Regions from separate parts of the Mus musculus genome. Here region 1 is linked to region 2. Evidence: chromatin contacts called from public Hi-C data. All regions are on one chromosome and are shown on one strand. The core of a region is the stretch at or near the end of the contact, and the rest is flanking DNA. Distances in the headings are between cores, read along the strand shown.

What was found. A called contact is a pair of places that touch in the nucleus more often than the background predicts.
Region 1: a Hi-C map of bone marrow-derived macrophages shows a contact between it and region 2, with 2.5 times the contacts expected there. The contact joins two enhancer-like sites. A contact is called at or near these places in 1 of 15 datasets of contacts at CTCF or cohesin (CD8 T cells), 1 of 484 Hi-C or Micro-C datasets (bone marrow-derived macrophages) and 6 of 115 datasets of contacts at active chromatin or transcription factors (the SCID.adh cell line, effector CD8 T cells, embryonic fibroblasts and 3 more).

What each region holds. Positions count from the first base shown.
Region 1 is chr14:62,877,522-62,880,971 of GRCm38.p6, reverse strand. All of the region lies in intron 1 of Wdfy2 (WD repeat and FYVE domain containing 2), which reads right to left. Among named protein-coding and RNA genes, the nearest start is that of Mir6541, 14 kb to the right of the region's middle. Within about 2 kb of position 1,276, at least 239 of the 459 cell types and tissues checked have an H3K27ac peak or open chromatin away from gene starts, as enhancers often do. A contact at or near this core is called in bone marrow-derived macrophages, where this site is marked.
Region 2 is chr14:62,736,748-62,740,392 of GRCm38.p6, reverse strand. The region is part of intron 4 of Ints6 (integrator complex subunit 6); the gene reads left to right. Among named protein-coding and RNA genes, the nearest start is that of 4931440J10Rik, 22 kb to the left of the region's middle. Within about 2 kb of position 2,307, at least 5 of the 459 cell types and tissues checked have an H3K27ac peak or open chromatin away from gene starts, as enhancers often do. A contact at or near this core is called in bone marrow-derived macrophages, where this site is marked.

The sequences.
Region 1 (3,450 bases), core at 27-2,526, 140 kb before region 2:
CATGTTGCCTTGATCAATCCCAATCTAACAGAGCAAGAGGGTGAGGAAGAGGGGTAGGGAGAGAGCAAGCCAAGGGTCTGAAACCACAAGGATGGTGTTGGTTTTTAGCAGTTGGGAAGTGTTTCATCAGCCCTGGATGCTGGCTGGCTGTGGGTATCTGTGAGCAGTGGCGCTTTTCACTAGTAAGTGATATTTCTATGGAAGGCAGTGTTTACCTTGGACAGTTCAATCTGGGCTGTCCACCTACCTGGTATTCATTGTGAGGTGTGAGCTGGGCTGAACAGTGCTGAGATCAGTAAGTAAGAAAGAGAAGGCTGCTGTGCGGCCCCCTGAATAGCATCAACTGTTCACCTAGCCAAGGGGTATGGAAGAAAACCACAGGGTAGGTCACTGAAGAGCACACAGAATGTGCCCTGATTTGAGATCTAGAAAGTCAGGGCACTGTCAACAACATGCTTAAGAACTACGCCAAATTCACAGTAACCACACAATGAAATACTATCTTCAGAGCTCTTTTTTTTTTTTCCTGAGGAGGAAAAAGGAGGGCTAAGGGTGTCAACAAACATTGTACCACAGGTTGCTAAGCTACTGGAAAAAAATGGTCTATCCATGTTGAAATCTAGGCTTTAAAAAATGTGCCTGAGAATGAAGCAACCTTCATTAGTTACCATGGCAACGAGCCTCATTTCCCTGAGGACAATTGTTTTTGTATCACTGAAGTAACTTGGGGTGAGGGGTAGAGAACAAATTCCATTGTGTGTGGTAGATCTGGATTTCTAGGGAATGCCTCTCCAATAGATTAGTCACTGCAGCAGCAATACTCGGGCCAGGAACCTCCCCCTAGCAATCTGCTAGTAGGGAAAGTTTAAGCAATGGGATGTCAGGCAATGCCTTCTGGTAGTTTTTATAGTAATTTGTTTAAGGGATACAAAATGTTTCAAATGAAAAGGACAACTACAGAGATTCTGAGAAAGTGTAGGTGAAAGATTAAAGAAGAAAGCTCTCTCTTTGCTTAGTAGATTTCTGACCACCATGCCATTCCTAAGGGCACATTCAGCTCACACAGCAAATAAACTAAATCCGATCTTCATCAATGCCCAATATATTTTTGGTGCCCAGAAGCTTCCAGAGCATAAAGGCAGTTCAAGTTGGTGCCACTCAGTCCCTGGTCCCTTCTTCCACACAGTTCAATGCTTCTAATCAAGAAGCTTACTATAAAAGATTCACACACAGCTTTGCTGACTCACAGACACCGGAATGTTCTCAGATGCAGCAACTCTCTCTCACGGGCCCCATCTGTTGGTGGCTGAAGAAAACATGTAGTGCGCTACAGCCCAGCAGGCATCCCCGGCTTGAGTGGAATTACTTACTGCTCAGCAAACATTATCAGCCTTTGAAGTCACACAGGAGCCAGGGAGGTGTACACATGACAGCCACCTCCCCTGGGCATTTTAACCACCTGAGGCATGTCTCTCTTCCTCCAAAGTAAAAAGGTTCTGGGAGAAGCTTAACAGTTTACGTTGGTTACAAAAAAACACATGCAAGTGGCATGGTTGTCAGCTTTGAAAGTACTTTTAAATGGATAAAACAGACCCTAAAAATGAAGATAAGGGGACCCATATGACAAGTGCACACACGAGGAAGACAACCGCACTCATGCAATGAGGTTTAGGGTTCCTACAGGAAGTGCCATGATGGGAGTAGGAATAAACCCTTGGTCCAGCTCTGCTAACTGGGTCACTGTGAGCATGCCCAGTGCTGCTGAGTTTCCCTGCCACCCTGACTGTAAACTGGAATGGTGCTGTGGACAAGTAGATACAGGCTAAGACTTTTTCTAGCTCCAGTTTTTGGGCAATATCGTAAGTAGATTTTTTTTTCCTGTTTCTACTGTGTGCTGTTTTAATGTGAGCAAGTACTAGAACACAGAAGCAGGTTCTCTGGCCAGAGTCCTGGATGTCAGTCAGGGCCCTGGAGGAAGCCTCGTGGGCTTTACTGAGTAGCCGTGGTAGTAAGCAGTAGCCACGTCTACAAACTGCCCCTGTGCTGTGATCTAGCCTTTATGTGGTCTGTTCCTTCAAGCTGTGATCTGACTTTAGTGGTGGGTGTGACCCTCACTGCTTTGGGCTTCTGGCTTCTGGGACACCCTCCTACTTGTGGTGTTTCTGCATATTACTTCTCTTTGAAGAACCCCCATTTGAGGCCTTTGGGGCTCCTCAGGCAAAGTGAAGCTCCAGGATCACCCTGCACCTTGCACAAGTCTCCGTGAGGACATGGTATCAGCTGCCAGCACTGATCAGCAAGGCTGTCCACCTGGCAGACAAGGAGCCCTCTGACAACTCTGCAAATTTTTCTTGAGTATTTTTATATTTAATTCTTAAATATATGTCTGGATTTACATGTTATAATACTGATATTTTTACCACATACAGTATTTAACACAGGGAACTTGCTTTCAAAAGGTTAAGTGAATATATAAAAGGAAAAGAAAAACAAAAAATAAAGAGGAAATAAACGTATTTTGATACAGTGAGGAGCAGGAGTGCTGTGACAGGGATCAGAGGCCGGCAGAGTCCTGGATATTAGCCGTGTCATCTGTCCTCTCAGGAACCCTCACAGCAAAAGAAAGAGTGGAAACCTTGGCCCTAAGAGAGCCACTTGTGCTTATCAGCACCGCCCAGAGGGAAAGCTCTGACATCATGAAGGGAGGAAAGGTCTATATTTAAATATTGTCCCTGGTTCCACCCAGTCAGGAGAATGGTCTGTTTTATCATGCCAGTATATTCCTGTTACCTGGGACAGTGGCAGGCATGGAATGAAGGCTCCAGAGGAGCTTCATGGAACACTGCGCAGCAAGAAAATCGACTCAGAGTGTCCTGGCTGTCAGTGCCCCAGATCTGCACGTGGAGCCAACTGCTCTCAGGTTCTTTCTGATGATGAAAATGTTCCGGAAGGAAATGGTGCTGCTGCCTTTACAATGCTGGTTATCTATGTAAAGTCACCTAAAACATACACTTAAAACTGCAGGTGGGTATGTGTGGTAAAAAATAAAAACAAATAAGTAAATGGCATACAGCTGTAATCCCTGCACTCAGGAAGTAGAGGCAGGAGGATCACTGTAAGTCCACAGCCAGCTTGATCTATGTACAAAACTGCAGGCCAGCTAGAGAGATCCTGTCTTTAAAAAACCTAACTAAATACAACTCAGTGGAATAACTACCTTCCTAGAATTGCTATCTTCAGAGAGTTGCCAATAACATAGCATTCAGAATACAACAGCAAGTCCAGGGGCCCAAAGCCATCCTGGCTGAGAGTGGATAGCAGAACCCACTTGGTCACTGCAGAGCAGGGCAGCATTAAATTCAACTGAAACATGGGCTGGAAGAATTAGATATGATGCCCTAAGAAAGAAGGGACAAAAAGAGTTTCTGAACCTCGGTTGATCATGACAGG
Region 2 (3,645 bases), core at 1,058-3,557:
ATGTTGATGCTGGGAATCTGAGCTCAAGTCCTTGTGCTTTTGAGACAAGTACTTTGCCTTCTGTTTGAATTTTCTTTCTTTTCTTTTTCTTTTTCTTTTTCTTTTTCTTTTTCTTTTTCTTTTTCTTTTTCTTTTTCTTTCCTTCCCTTTCCCCCCCCCCCCTTTCTTTCTTCTTCCTTTCTTTTTTCTTCTCTTTTCCTCCTCCTCCTCCTCCTCCTTTTGTGGTTTTTCAAGACAGGGTTTTTCCGTGTGGTCATGGCTGTCCTGGAACTCACTCTGTAGACCAGGCTGACCTCGAACTCAGAGATCCGCCTGCCTCTGCCTCCCGAGTGCTGGGATTAAAGGCTTGTGTCATCACTGCCCAGCTTGAATTATTTTCCTGTTTTAGCTTTCTGTGCCAGTATGATATAGATAATTCTGTTCTTAATTTGTTTAGTCTCCTTGAATAACTACTAAGCTAAGCATTTCTAGGCAATGAGTATGTAACAGGATAAGTTTTTGGTGTTCTGTTTCATGACAGTTTTTTAAGTTCATGTTTTTTGAGTGAGAGAAATGGTGATTTTTAAGTATAAGCACTGAAAGGGTAAACTCATCCCATCTCATAGACACTGCTTCCTCTCAAGCAGTTGGCAAATTCTTTGTAACATATACAATCTAGTTTGATCTAAAGATCTTAGGAAAACCACGGACTGTGTATGGGTTACTGCATACATTTGTGAAGTTTATAAAACGGCCCAGTGTTCAACTGTTTTGAATATAGAAAAAAGTTAGTTGAAATATTTAGAGCCATATTATACCTTGGCCTGAGTATGTTCAGGCCCAATTTTTTTTAGCAATGTGTTTGTCAAAGGGATAATAAAACTGTTCTGCACTCTGTGCACTTAGCAATATGTTGAGGTAGGAGAGAAGACTGTTTTGTACCGTGGATGAAAATCTTGTGCTATATGTGATCATCTTACATTAATTAATTAAATGAAACAGAACTTAAGTTATTGCTTGAGGTAACATGAATATTGTCCTGGACCTTTGATGACTTTTAGATTGGAAGCATTGTTCTGGCCTTTTGTGTGTGTTTGTGTGTGTATGTTATATAGCCATTTAGTCAAACTGATTGTCTCCAGTATTCTCACTTAAGGGAAATGGGCTATTTATAGATTTGAATTCTGAAATACAAAGGACACTATTTTTCTTGATTCTATAGTTCTTATTTTATGATGTTGATAAATATGTGGCCAAATACTTATAATGCTAACCATATCAGCATTCTTTGTGTCTCAAATGTTTTGATAAAATTACCAAATTATAATTAGAGTTGTTTTATTTACTTAAGTTTTAGAGATAGTGTCTCTCTTTGAAGCCAAGTTCACCTTGAACTCATGGAGCCTAGGCTGGCTTCAAATTTGGGGAAGCTCTTCTCAGCTTCAGCTTCCCTGAACTGAAGTGAAAGTGAGCCATCACCGTGCTTTGCTGAAAACTTGTTTCTTTTTATTTTTTGCAAAGATTCTCTGGAGTCCAGAGCTGCAGTGGGAATGTGTTTTGAACTTATTTCAGAAGTACATTACCAAGTGCATTGTTCAGTAAGGCAGCAGAAAAAAATTCTGCTGAAACACTTCACTGTAGTGAAACCATTATTTTGTTCATTCCCAAAGGTGCTAACACTAGTATTCTATTTCAAATATTGATATTTCTATGTATAGATGAATCTGTTGGCATATTTGTATTGTGATTGCCACGAAGGTAATGTTTTTGAGAAGGCATTTGTTGTCAAAATTAACCATTGGCTCTGCAATACTAGCTAGGTTTTTAAGGCCAAGCTGGACAATTACATTTTCTTTTTCAAATTAATTACTTTATTTTGTATACAGTATTCTGCCTACATGTATGCCTTCAAGGCAGAAGAGGGTATGGATGGTTATGAGCTACCATGTGGTTGCTGGGAATTGAACTCAGGACCTCTGGAAGAACAGCTAGTGCTCTTAACCGCTAAGCCATCTCTTCAGCACCCTCCCCCTTTTTAAGATTTATTTATTTTATACATATACTGTCACTGTCTTCAGATACACCAGAAGACAGCATCAGATCCCATTACAGATGTGGTTGCTGGGAATTGAATTAAGAACCTCTGGAAGAACAGTCAGTGCTCTTAACCAGAGCCATCTCTCCAGCTGCCACCCATAACTACTTTTATAACTTTCTGGAGAGATGTTCACTTAAGACACTTGTATAGAAAAGTGTCAGCAGTCTCAGCTTATGGGTTCAGTTGCTCTTATAGTCTGACTCATCAGTTTTGAAAGTTGGCACAAAAGGTCATCAAGCTTTGAGTTTCTGGATTTGGTAGCAGCAGTTTGTGTTTTTCTGGATCATTCTATACACTACACACTGAAGATGGTTTTACTTTACTTGACAGTTGTGTGTCATCACACATTTGCCTTCTTAATGATTCAAAAGTAATATAGATTCTCATATCTGAAGTGATTGAGAAACTGTTTCTTCACTCCCCAAAATGTTCTTATTCACTGAACACAAAAATGTTTGTCAAAGGTTACTATAACTATTTTACAGATAAAGACTTAAATATGCATTTAGAGTGGGTTCCCTACTCTCTGGGATACTTAGAACGCCAGACAACATTCTTTGTTTTAAAAAAGAGTGAAAGAAATCTTGAGGAATTTCATGGTGTGATAGGTTTCTGAGTATTGTGTTATCCTGTATGTAGTAACGTCTTCATATTGGCATTAATGGAACCTGGTAACTTTTAAGGAGTCATATCTTTTCTGTGATGAAATATTTAGATTTATACTTTGTATGTTACTTCTACTAAGTCAGTTTTGTAAGAACACCTAAGAGAATTTTTCAATATATATAGATCACCTATATTTTATTTTTCTATCTATATTTTTGCCTCTATTGTTTGTACTTATAGTTAATAGTTTCTTGAAAATGCATATTTATAAAGTTTGACACAATTCCTTACAGTGCATATTCAGCAGTTCACGTATATATTACTGCTGAAAATAGTAAACTATTTTCAATATGTAATAAGAATAACCCCTAAGAGAAGCTTCTAGACAAACAATTAATAGAAATGTTGCTTCTTAGCCTAATGAAAGTGGCCTGGCAGCCCTTTGTTTGTGGTAAGGTACATCTAAATAGTTTTTATTCAGAGCATGTGCTGTGTTGGTCTTGTGGGCCAAGTCTCACCTAGAGACATCTCTGTCACTGCTCGTAGCCTTCCATACATAGACTGCTGTTATTCTTACTGTTATGCTAAGCTTTTACATAGCTGCATTAGAATCATGAAGTAAGTTTATAAAATATACAGGTCTCAGGTCTTATTATGGATCTGTTACTTTAGCTTGGAAATGGAGAAGTCTGTATTTTGTTAAACATGTTCCAATTGATTTTGATGAGATGAACAGTCAGATTTCAAAACACAAACTAATTATATAGATACTTTTTTTTTTTACATAAAAGCATGTGGAAATACCTTAATAAACAGAATAAAAAATGTTTTTAACTTAACGCTAGCCTAGATATTCTAAGATATAAGTAATTCTTGATCTTTACAGTTGTCATACTTGGGATCCTCTCCAAGGTTTGGAATTCTGCTTATGTGACTATAACAGTATTGTTTTTCTAATCTGT